Regions from separate parts of the Sus scrofa genome. Here region 2 is linked to region 1. A link is a contact called in public HiChIP or PLAC-seq data. All regions are on one chromosome and are shown on one strand. Each heading gives the region's core, a stretch centred on a gene start, on an enhancer-like site or on the middle of the called end of the contact. The rest is flanking DNA. Distances are from core to core; before and after follow the strand shown.

Region 1 (6,488 bases), core at 2,937-5,436:
CATTCCCAGCAGAGTATTTCAGAGACGAATTGTAAAAGCAAAGATATTTTCTCATTCAGTAAGTCAAGCAACTAACTAATCCTGTTGATTCCTACCATTTGCCCAGCTCTAGGAAAAACTACGAGTCCACATATGAGTTTCCAGGGAACCACTCCCTGAGAGTCACAGTTAATAGTTATTCCTGCAACTGAACACACTTAACCCCAAATTAGGTGAGTTTCAAGGCTAAAAACACAGTATGGATAATCCTGTTCATGTCTTTACCACTTAGGCAGGATGTCTGACCAATCTACTTATCCATTTTTCGGGGGGGGATTGATATGATTTATTTGTGAATTTCTCTCTATACTCTCACTTCGCCCACCTCCATAATCCCCAATCCTAATGCCAGAACATTCTTGGTCTTTTTAAAGATCTGCTAGAATAGTAAAGTAATAGTACTTAAAAGCTGACACATGATGAACCCGGGGTAAAATTTTCTTTGATTTCAAAATTATGTCCTTCTCCAAATCAATAAACTTATTTCCAGGTCTTTAAAGTCCTTCTATCTTGTCTAAGGTATTTTTTAGACTTGATTTAAAGTTTGCAAAACATCAAAGCAAATTAAATCTTTACTGACAGAAACACAAACTGTGAGTGGGCCAAGGGCCATCAGTGGGCTGAAAGGAAGATGATGCATATCTACCAGAAGGTGGCGGTGTTGCTTCAAAAAAAAATCTCAGATCAGCCAGGCTCTGGAATCTAAGGATACAAACTAGGCTTGGCTGTTTCTTGACCCATTTTATACCCAATTCATATACATTCTGTACAGAACAGAATGCAACTTAGCTCTACTTCAAAGTGCACCATCACAGTTTTATTCAAAATACACACAGAGGCAAAACACAGTAGGAATATTTGTCTAAGTAGCATATACATCTGTAGACGTCTCTTGAACCACTGCAGTGTGGAAGATTCCCTGCTGAAAGTGGTACGTGGAAGACAGAGAGAAGCAGAGGCCTCAACCTTAAGAAATTTGGAGTATACTTTGGAAGAACTATATGCATAAAATCATCAGAATTTCTCTTTCAAAGGCATGGCCTCAATCTAACTAGATGCTCCTGGATCTCCTCTCCTCAGAGACCTTAAACTTACCACTTCCCATCTAACTGGAGGGTCTTTATCCTCAGCCTACCATGGGCATATTTTCTTTACTACTTTCACTTGATTGACTTGTATCTCAGCCCTTTACATTTTCGGTGCTGGAAGGAAAGAAAATAGGTCTTGGAATGGCCCCTTCCCAGTGGAAATAAAGGGAACTTTTCTCAACCCTTCTTCCCAGACAGCCAAACAGCTCCAAACTCCAAGGTCCTGGATTACGCCCTGCTTGAGCCTTGCAGTCCTCCCAAGGCCAACATGATATTTCCCACAGAAACCTCAGCAGTCTACCCACATGTAGCCAAGAATTTGAAACTAAAAAAAAAAAAAAAAAAAAAAACTTAAGGACTTACATTGCTTATAGTCCCAACTTTAACCATCTCAGGACATTTACTAGCAAGTTAGGACAAAGAAAAATAATTAACCAGGAGTTCCCATTGTGGTTCAGTGGATTAAGAGCCCAGCACAGGATTTCCTTTCATGACTCAGTGGTTAATGAACCCAACTAGGATCCATGAGGACACAGGTTCGATCCCTGGCCTCGCGCAGTGGGTTAAGGATGCGTCATTGCCATGAGCTGAGGTGTAGTTCACAGTCACGGCTTGATCTCACATTACTGTGGCTGTGGCATAGGCCAGTGGCTACAGCCTGGGAAACTCCTTAAGCCGCAGGTATGGCCCTAGGAAAAAAAAAATAAAGAACCCGATACAGTGTCCGTGAGGATGCAGGCTCAATCCCCTGGCCTCAGCCAACAGGTTACGGATCAGGTGTTGGTTGCAGACACAGCTTGGATCTGGCATTGCTGTGCCTGTGGCTTAGACCAGCAGCTGCAGACCCCTAACCTGGGAACTTCCATATGCTGCAGATGTGGTTGTAAAAAGAAAAAAAAAAAAAAAAACAATTAACCAGAAGCTCCTCAGTTTGCTTCAACAACAGCAGCAATAATTGCAATTAACTACCTGTTCTGGGTCCTTCTGTCTGTCATGTTAAGGCTCTTATGTGGTTTCAGTGAAATGAAAGTCATGATACAAGCACTGCCTCTGCCTTACTAGGTCCTGACTCAGAAAGCTTGTTAATCTCTGTGAGTGTCTCTGGCACAACTTTGCATATCTCTAGAATTCACATAGCTGGGGTAGCAGGAGCAATAAGTTGTGTGCTAGACTATTTACGGGCAAGAGAAATAACATAGTCAAATTGCACACCGTCACTGAACATCTACTTCTCTATCTTCTCTCCACCACCTCTTGAGATCGTTTTGCTAGTTAGAGCTCGTGGTTGAGAAGGCAATGGCTGACGCTACAGAGGGCAAAATGCCAGGTCAGCAACTGAACCGCTAAAGCCATATGCGCCTGCTCCATAAATGCCCATTTTTCATCTTCAGTGGGCTTCAAAGTTAAATAGCTAAGACAGAAAATGCAAAGAAAAATATGACCGCAGCAAAACACAGAAACTGCACTGTGGCTAAAATTAAGTCCTTATACCCATCATGCATTTTTAATGTGGACTTTTATGCAAATCATCTCAATGTTTAGGCAGTATTTTTCTTCATTGGTTATTTATGATGCTTTGAGCTAGAAACGTGAGCTTAGTGGGAAAGCCAGAGAATGGGATTTACTTAACAACCATAACTCTGCCCTATCATAAATGAAAAGAAGAAAGGCCATCATCTTGTTGCTCTGTGATAAATAAAAAGAAAAAGCTACCAGGATTCATCGCATCTTTGTTTTTCCTTTCCAAACCAGAATTCCCTGATACATTATATCTGATTGGTTTCTCTTCTCTATTAAAGATCCTCTGCCATTTTGTTTAGTTTAACTGTGCCATTTTATTATTGGGAATGTGAACATTAAAAAAAATCTTGACAAAATTGAAGAGCTTAATAATTAAATGTGGAGTTCCCTTTATGGCTCAGCAGAAACAAATCTGACTAGCATCCATGAGGACACAGTTTTGATCCCTGGCCTCGCTCAGTGACTTAAGGTTCCAGCGTTGCCGTGAGCTGTGATGTAGGTCACAAATGAGGCTCAGATCCCACATTGCTGTGGCTGAGCATAGGCTAGCAGCTACATCTCTGATTAGACCCCTAGCCTGGGAACCTCCATATACCACAGGAGTGGCCCTAAAAAGACAAAAAAAAAATTAAATTCTTTCAGCCAAATGAAAATAGCTTGGGGTTGGGGGGGCAGGTGCTAGAGATAAAGATAAAATTAGGTCAGAGAGTAGAAGGAAAAACGAAGAGCTTGAGAACCTCAGAAGAGAAACTGGGTCCCTAGTCTGATCAATTCTTTGGTGTTGAATTCGAGCCTCTCAAATGCAGTCTTTATTTTGGAATGTGAGTGTGAGATCCTCTAGGGGATTATTAAAGTCCCGCAGTGGACCCAGCCTTGGGATTAAGCTTCTGCAAACAAATTTGCTTGTATAAAACTGAGTAACTGAGCCCACGTGCTGAGGCTCAAGTTTGGACCATCATGTATTTGTACATCTCTCACATTAAGACAGATTTCCTAAACCAGCATCCACCCAATTCTGCCATCTTCAGAGAAGATGCAACTGATGCTAGGCTCTGTGTCCCGAAAGAAAGCATTAACCCCCTCTTCATACTGAGAATAATCCCTAGAAACACTGTAAACAGACTTAAAATGCCCAGGCTAAATAGGAAATCTGGGACCTACCAGAGGGAACTTGTGGGGCAGCTTATTTCTGTTTCAGAAGGAGATCCCATGAGTCACTCATCACCACTCCCCTGTCTAAAAGAGCCTGGTCAAGTTCTGTTTTTACCAAGCCAAGAGATTTTTGCACCCCATGGCAAATAAAATATAGCAAACAGGACACTGCAATTGTCTTGAGTGGTCTTGTCAGCCAGTTAAGCCCTCAGGAGCCATGGCTTCCTTCCCTCATGACTCTGTCCTGGTTTCAAATCATCACAGCCAGTTTCTGACAGAAGTGAATTGCATTTAGCCCATTCCTGACAGACTGTGGGTTCTTCTGCTGTCTACCTTTGGCTGAGCTTGTTCTTAAAATAGTAACTTCCTGCCTGGGCACCCTCCCTCGGAGCTGATCCACATTGCTGGGAGAGAGCTGGCCAAGAGTGTAAGCAGTTAAAGGAAACTACAGGAGTCATCATGCCCTCTGAAATAGCTCCAAAAGTGAGGCTTGGCTGGGCTGGCCCAATAGGCAGGTTAATTGTCAAGACTGAAACATTTGGATCACTGCAGCTCTCCTTGTTGTGGAGACAGAGTATAGGGACTCTGATAACAGTCAAAGACATTTCTAGAAGTAATCTATAATTGCACACTTGGATCCAGTGCTAACCATTCGTAGGTCATCAGATGCGACACCAACAAGTGTTTTATTGTTTGTTTGTTTTTTAAATAAAGTCATAGGTATTTCTTATTCTGAGTTTATTTAGTGAGTGTGTTCACTTTGTGAAACATCATGAAGCGGTCAGTCCACTTAAAATTTTATGTATTTCCACATACTTCAATAAAATGTTTGCTTAAAAAAAAGAAAAATGCAGTTGGAGTTCCTTGGTGGCTCAGCAGGTTAAGGATCCAGTGTTGTTACTGCTGAGGCTCAGGTTCAATCCTGGCCTGGGAACTTCTGCATGCCACAGGAGCAGCCAAAAAAAAAAAAAAAAAAGAAAAAAAAAAGGCAGGGAATTGCTTTAAATATTAAGTCAGCAAATTATGATCCCTGGTCCAAATCCTGTCACATACAGTTTTTGCAACCTGTGAGCTGTGAATGGTTTGTATATTTTTAAATGGTTGAAAAGGAACAAAAGAAAAAGTAATATACTTTGTGTATGTGAATATTATATGAATTTCAAAATTTGGTATCCATAAATAAGATTTTATTAAAATCACCACATCCATTCCTTTATGTACCGCCTATGGCTGTTTTGGCACTCCAACAATGAAGCTATAATTGGGGAAGAAATAGTATGAACTGCAAAGCCTAAAATGTTTATGTTATCATCCTAATATGTTATATTACATATAAACATTTGTATTTATGTCCAATCTTTTACAGAAAATGCTGACCCTCGTTCTAGATTTAAGGAGACAAAGACAACCAAATATAATCCATTATTCTTGATGGGACTGAGATCGGAAACAAAAGAGCTATAAAGGACATTTTGGGAACAATGTGGAAATTGTAAGTATGTTCTGTGTAATCAAATACTATTTTTATAACCACGGTAAATTCCTGGTGTGTGATAATGGCATGGTGATTGTTTCTGTGCTAGAACATTCTGGCTTTGGGGAGGTACATGGGGCGGCAACTTACTTGCAAATAGCTGGGGGAGAGGTACACAAAGAAGACACAAATGTATCACAAATGTGATAAAACATTAGCAAGCCACAAATCCAGGTGAATGGTATAAGGGTGTTTATCCTACTATCCTTTCCACATTTCTCTAGTTTTGAATGTTTTCAAAATAAAAGGTTGGGGGAAATAACAAACACGAACGTAAAAACGATGTTAACTTTAAAAGAAGTCAGCAGACAGGATACAAACAATTGATTGGTAGCATATGCTGAGGGCCCATCACTTAATACAAGTGGTCTGAGGTTTGCACATAAATCTCTTCAGCAGCTATACTTTGGGGGTTGTCATCTTATCAGCCAACAGCTCTCATCCTTGTGGCTTTGCTGAATTCTCCTTTCTGCTTTTTCTGAGCCAATTCCAGACTGCAAGGGGTTTACCAAAGATTTACTTGTTATTCAATCTCCGCATTTGAACCAAAAATGATAGTGTTTATCCTGTCTTTCGAGAAACTCAAAAAATTACCTCCCACATAAATGCACTTTTTAGTTTTTCCTAGTGGGACTTAGAAATCCATCATTAACTGTCACTTGGCCTTTTAAAAATTATTTAATTCCTTGAAGATTTAGTATCTCTTTAATCAGAGCAAAGTCCTAATGCACCGGTAATGATCAGTAATGTACCAGTAATTACACACCCTGTTCAACCTATATTTCATCTGTGTATTTTTATGAGAGTTTCTTTCCTAAATTATGCTTTTGTCTGTGGGCAGTGATTTTGAGGCTTAGGAACCAGCTGAGGTATAGATTATCTTTAAAGGTTGCATATGGATCTGCAAAGACTTGGGGTTTACATGAAGAAGCACTTGCAGGCAGAGGCTGCAAAGCATTTTTGGCTCTGGAATGCAGTAAATGTGATTGTCACTCTTCAGGACCAGTCCCTTGACTCCATGTCAGGTTGACTCATTGTAATATAAAAAATTAAATATTTTTTATCACAATTTGTTTTTGTCTCTGATTGTCAGGCAGAGACCATACATGTTGTGGCTTCTCAATGAAACAAAAACAGCATTTGTTTTATTAATA
Region 2 (6,488 bases), core at 2,527-5,026, 120 kb after region 1:
CAAGGAATTTGTAGATGTGGATCAGATGGCCCATTGTAGGGCATGTTTTTTTTTTTTTGTTTTGTTTTTTTTAAACTGGTCTTCTCTTCCAACTACCTTGTTCCTCCCCAGTTATAAAAAGGTTTATTCTGATTTTGGAGGGTTATACATCTTCAGTGCTTATGGAGGTTCCTAGCATGATAGGGAAACTCCACATCAAAGCTTTATTTCTCTCAGTCTCTTTTTTAGTGTTGTGTCCTTGGAAGTTAGTCTCATAGGCTGACATGACAGTCCTGCTTTGCTTCGCATCATTAGAGGCATGTGCGTCTCTTGTGAAGGGCTGGGAGATTCTGATTTAAGGGCAGAATCTCCCAGAGCCACACAGTACCTGAGCAGGTGGGGGCCAGAGTACATCTTTATTGCCTTCTTTCTCCACTTGAAGTTGCCTTCAATGGAAGCTTTTACTATCATCTCTCCATAAGCCTCTATTGAAGAATTATTATGGAAAATTTATAGGTAGGATTTTTATGAAGGGTAGGGTTCCTCTTCCAAAGTGAGTTTCAGTTTTCATAGTGTGACTCCATCATCTGTCCTAATTATTTCTGGGTGGCTGCCCTCTTCTTCTTGTGAGCAGGACACATTGGGAACAGCCCAAGCGTAGGTGTGGTACTGGCCTTGCCCCAAACGGGCCCCTCAGAGCAGCAGGCATGTAGGGAGACTCAGCATCTATCTAGTAAACAGCTCACCACACTCTAATTGTGAATTCAGGAATCACCACATACTTAGCTTTGCATAAATATTTTTCACATCTGTGTTGGCAAACTGTGGCTATCTCCACACTTGTTCAGAATGTTCTTTCTGAGGCAAAACTGTGAAAGCCAGTGGCTCCGGGTGCTTACAGTAGGTTTTCTGCCTTGGTGACCAATTCTCAGTGACTTTCTGGGCAGATGACATGCTTTCAGATGTTGAAAGTAGCATAACAAATAGATGAGATCAGTGACTGAGGAAAATGTGAAGGGGAATCAGGTCAGTGTTGCACATGTCAGCATCCTAGTGGTGACTCAGTTGGGTGTGCTATGTGGTAGTTTTCTTGTAAGCAGTTGGATTGAAATAGTAAACCTGTAGAATGCTTCAAAATATATAGGAGGCTAATTTTTTTTAATGCCTTTTCCACACTGCCCCCATACCCTCAGAGAATTTCCCACAATTTGCAGATAAGCTGACTAACCTGCAGAGCCCTTGATTTAGTGGTGACAACTGCCCTATAGAGATTAAACCAGCTTCATTCCAGGAATTTGTTCTGCTGATATACACAGGAATGTCAGGGAAAGGAATCCGGTTAACATATTTCTACCAAACAGTAGCAAACAAATATAAATCCACCCCTCCAGCTTTTTAACATAGTTCTCATTTCCCTTTGTTTTGTTCATTTAAAAATCCATCAGACATTTATGGAGGACTTCGGGATGCTGAAGTCTTTTTTTTTTTTTTTTTTTTTTTTTAAAGCCACTCACCAGTAGAAGGGTTAGAACTGGTATTTGAACCATTTGAACCCAGGGTCACGACTCCATGGCTGCTTGTCATATTGTATCTGCTCATCAGCTTTCCCCAACTGAAAAGCTACATATGTTGTGAGAAAGATGGGAGTTTCTTGGTTGTTACCAGCAAGTGAGGCTAATTTTAACCCAGAATTTTTTTTTTCTGCTGGGTCTTTTGTTTTATTTTCTCTTGTTGCAATTACAATAAAGTAATCTTGGCATAAAAGTAGCTAGAAGAACTGAAAAGAGGAAGGTAATCAGATAGTTTTAAGATTTGCTTTCAGTAACCATGAACATACAAATCCCTCTGGGCCAGTGTTTGTTTCTTTATTTTCAGTCCAGAGAACTGTAGTTTCCCTGAGATGTCAGGCCTCAGTATTATTTGTAGAGGCCTGTGGAGAAATTAAAATTATACCAACTTGGCCTTGGTGGTAAAATGTAGTTGTACTTTTTGAGAAGGGAGGAGACTGAACAGCATCTGATTAGTGGCTGTGAGGGTCAGTAGCAGTGCTCACTTTCCCAGGGGACCACTCTTGTGGCCTCCCTGGAGAGAGGGACTTCTGCATTACCAGGAGTATGTGTCGTGAGGCCTTGGCCTAGAGTACCCCTGTTTATCTTCCATCACACTAAACTTGGCTCTAACATTTGGAAAACACAGTTGTTCAATCCAAATACACTTGGCCCTTGAACAACATGGGTTTGAACTGAGCAAGTCCACTTCTCTGCAGATTCTTTCAACAGTGAGTGCTGCAGTCCTACTAAGCGATCTGCAGTTGGTTGAATTTTTGGATGCAGAACCATGGATATAGGAGGAACTGACTAGAAGTTATATGTGGATTTTTGGCTACAGAGAGAATCAGAATACCTCACCCCCTTGTTGTTCAAGGGTCAACTATATGTATCTGTTCACCCTCTTCTCTCTCAGAATTTGCCAGAATGAATTCAGTTATAAGGAGCTTCCAAAAAATGCTTACTAGTGTGTTTCTTTTTAGACATTATCTTTTTAATGTCATTTGAATTTTCTGTGTGAACGGCACCAAAGAGTTGGCAGCTTGTTTGGCAATATCTAAAACCTTAAGTACCTAAATCGTGGTCATGTTGGTGGGGAGACAGTTTAAGAGGCACCACATTGATCAGTAGTGGTGAGGATTCTAGTTTTAGGTGTTATATCAGGTGGGTCAGCAGAGGACCAGCGCAGGTAGACTATGGGTGATTTGATTGCTAGTGTCTTACAATGTACAGTGACTCTTCTGGTGGCTGTGATGTCCTACTGTCATATCCTTCCTGAAAGAGTTGCTAGGTGATTCAGGAAAGTCACCACTCTCCCCCACAACCCCCATTCCCAAATAAGGAGAAAAGTATTTATTTGAAAATACTTATGTAACTCAGAACATCTTCTTTCAGTATTTTAAAACATACTTAAATTTAATAAAATTTTCAGGGGAACAATAAGTAATACTCAATTGGTCCATTCTTTGAACATCATCCAAGGAAAGTTGCGGTTCTTTTACATATTTGTTAAAGGACAAAACTTGGCCTCTTGGGAGAGTGAGAGCTTTGATGTGACAAAGCTGGCCATTGAGTTGTGGCTTCTTATGTTTGTGTAACCCACACATTTCAATTTGTCATTATAGAATTTGAGTGGATCCCTAAGGTAGGGAGTTAGAAACCCAAACGGGAAAATTATTTGCATTTCTTTCAGCTTGGGTTTAAATTTGTTTATTGACTTTGTTCAGAGACCAGCCACAGGTCAGCAGGCTGAGGGCACAGGCCCCCTGGTGTGGCCATGCTTTGCTGGGGAGCTCCAGTGACACTTGGTTTGGCTCTTCTCCCAGATGATCTAGACGAGATGTCCTGGCTTCCACACTGGTTTCTGTCACATGATCAGCACAAACGTCCTGACTCCCGAGAACTGTGTTATATTGGCTTTAGGGATTTATGCCTAAACCCACAGCAAAAGTACTGAGTCATGACAGAACTGCTGTTGCCAGCTTTTCAGGGTGAAGACCCAGAGGCCCCCTCCTCTGCTCTTTATGTGAGGAGGGGCTATTTTCTGGCAGGGTCTGTGGCCTGGAACAAGTCTGTTAATTATGTGCTGGCGAAGGCTTGTTCTGGCTCAAGGGTGTGCATGGACTCCACTTGGGTTCCTTCCTCCCTTATCTTGGGAGGAAGTGGGAAAGGAAGGGGCTGATTCTGGCTTCCACTTTGCAGCCCCCCCTCCCCTGCCCCCCAACCCTGGCCTGCGATGATGCAGGCAAACACTAGGGGAGGGAGTGTACTTTGCTTCTGCTGCCCTGCTTAGACAGTGGAGCAGGAAGTGTTTCCGGGTGCCAGTAGCTCTTTTGAATGTTTGGGTTTTAGTGTCCCTGTTGATGGTGGCATGCCCTCACTGTTCTCTTGCATTGGAAAAGTCTCTGCAGGAGTTCCTGTTCTGGCTCGTGGTAACGAACCCTGCTAGTATCCGTGAGGATGCAGGTTCAATCCCTGGCCTCACTCAGTGGATTAAGGATCTAACATTGCGGTGAGCTGTGAGGTCGCAGATGCCTCTTGGATCCTGCATTACTGTGGCTGTGGTGTCTAGCCTGGGAACTTCCATATGCACTGGCGTGGCCCTAAAAAGATAGATAGATAGATAACTAAAAGAACAGTCACTGTGTTGAAAAGACCCACTGGATGAATTTCCAGGAGCCACCCCAAGAAGTGCTCTATTAGAACATCCTTTGGTGACCAAGTGTATGGGAAGGGCTATCCCTCCACTGGACACACTTACTGAGAAATGCCCTTTCCGTTTCCTGATGGAAAGGATGTTGAAACTTACGGGGAAAACGCATTCCCTTTCAAATGCTTCTCCTACAGCCTTTAGACTGCATCCCATCAGTTTTTAAAACTCCAAATAGTATTTGGCATCTGGTGTGCTTGGGAAATGAAACCAGACATGAGGAATGTGAGAGGGGAGAGAGATGGCCAAGGAAAGAAGCAAAGCAATTTTTTCCTTTCACATTCTTCTTGATAAGAGAATTTGGGTTCACAGTAACATGTTGTTGAAACCCAAATCATATGCCACGGCCCTTTGGAAAAAGGCAAAACATGAAGTAAATTGTAGCTCTGAAAACAATAGGTTTGGTGATTAAAACTCAGGGTTCCCCCAGTCTTTCTCTTTCAAGTTGCTCTTGTGGCATAATTTTCTTTCCTATCCTTCTTTTTTGTGTCTGTGACGTTGTTTCAGAAATTCCAGAGAAATTGATAATAAAGCAACAATGACAGTATTTTAGTGGTGAAATTATAATTGGAGGATGCAATGTGAAATGCTGTCAACATTAAAATAATAGACGTGGGGCACAACATATTTGGGCCCCACTGCACTTTGTGGTCCATGCAGAAATGCTCAACTGTTTAACTCACCGTCTCCTTCTTTCCCTTTCTCCAGCATGTAAGCTGTTTTCTCTATACCTCCTTTGGTTAGAGGAAAACTTTGGTAACGTGGCCAGTGAGCGAATCCCTTAGTCTGGACAGCCGTCCTATAAATGTGTGGCCTAAGTTCCTGATGAGCCTCTTAGAATGATGTATGTATCAGTGCAAATCTATCTTAACATGACCTTAAAGTTATCCCATATGCCAGGTACTGATTGTACGAAGCTTTGTGGAGAATGAACTTTGCATATCATGCACATATTGTAACTTGGCATTATCAAAAGCTAAGTATTAAAGAGGGGTTTTCTTGTGGACTATTTTTGTTCTCCAGTTAATTTTTTTAATCATCATAATCATCAACATTCCTGAAAATTTGGACGTCCTTTTTTGACTCTTATCACTTTGAGAATTTTGTTTATTTTGGTAAAGAGCAGTGCAAATGACTCTGAGCTAGGCCACAGATGGGTTAAATTTCTTATTCTTTGCAAATTGCACCTGCTCCAGAATCTTAAGTAGCTTTTTAATTGCTTCCTTGTGCACGGCCTAGGAATAGTCATCTGTAATATTATAGACCGATTGCATCTTGGATGTCCCAGAAGTGACTTCTTCCTCTTGGCACCAGTGCCGGGAGCTGAGATGAGAAGGTGCTTCCTGGTTGAGGGCCCAGCTGTCATGGTGGAATTCGTCGTTTCCCTCAGGCTGATCTGATTAAAATGGGGCCAAGACATGGAAACACAGGCCCCTGGTTTCAGTAACTATACATTTCTTCTTCATTGGACCAAAGACAACCTCACTGCCCCCTGAATGTCGCACCTAGTTGTGAGTTTTCTTCATCTCTTTCTGTAGCACCTAACACTGAGCCTGGCCTATTGAGGAGGCCCCGGTAGGATAGCTGAGTAAGTGAATACATCTTAGGAAAAGTATTCACTAAATATAAGGAGTCGGGAAAATGTCTAAAAGATTCTGTCAGTGGGTCTCTTTCCAGTGGAGCTTACTTGAGGATGGGTAGAAAACCAAGCACCAGCTAGTCTGTCCAAAAAGAAATTTCTTTCTCTAGGAAAGCTGCAGGTACCCTGAGGATGAGCCTGTTTGTAAAGCTACTGTCAACATCAGAAACCTTGACATGTGGCTAAAGAGTACTTGGTGATCTGACTGCCTTCAAATATTTTGGCAGTTGTGAAAAACAGATCTCCAGGCAACTGTGGGAAGAACACCCAGTCACACCATCTCCAAGTTCAGAGATGAGACCGTCTGTTCACTTGTGCCTTTGCCTTCAACAGACATTTACTGTGAACATACTGTGTGCCAGTGACTAAATGAAACTTGGTCCCTGTCCTTGGGATCTCATTGTTTAGTAGGGGAAACAGACAGGAATTTAAAAAAACCCAGAAAACTGAAAAACGCTCAGCTATGTATATGACACTACTAAAAGTGTGGAAAGAAATATGTGACCTCCTCTGGGAAATTGAAGGCTCATAAAAGCAGCAGTTTTTGAGGGGGGTCTTGACTGGTGAGTGGAAAATGGTCAGGTAAAGAAGGAAAAGCGTGCCCTGGGCTAAG

Evidence for each region. HiChIP or PLAC-seq counts read pairs in DNA pulled down with a chosen protein or histone mark.
Region 2: an H3K27ac HiChIP or PLAC-seq map of skeletal muscle shows a contact between it and region 1. The contact joins two enhancer-like sites. A contact is called at or near these places in 5 of 47 Hi-C or Micro-C datasets (embryonic fibroblasts, heart right ventricle, liver and 1 more) and 1 of 2 datasets of contacts at active chromatin or transcription factors (skeletal muscle).

The regions. Positions count from the first base shown.
Region 1 is chr1:188,273,490-188,279,977 of Sscrofa11.1, forward strand. No RefSeq gene overlaps it. Among named protein-coding and RNA genes, the nearest start is that of DAAM1, 59 kb to the right of the region's middle. Within about 2 kb of position 4,187, at least 8 of the 83 cell types and tissues checked have an H3K27ac peak or open chromatin away from gene starts, as enhancers often do. A contact at or near this core is called in skeletal muscle, where this site is marked.
Region 2 is chr1:188,390,780-188,397,267 of Sscrofa11.1, forward strand. The region is part of intron 1 of DAAM1 (disheveled-associated activator of morphogenesis 1); the gene reads left to right. Among named protein-coding and RNA genes, the nearest start is that of DAAM1, 59 kb to the left of the region's middle. Within about 2 kb of position 3,777, at least 38 of the 83 cell types and tissues checked have an H3K27ac peak or open chromatin away from gene starts, as enhancers often do. A contact at or near this core is called in skeletal muscle, where this site is marked.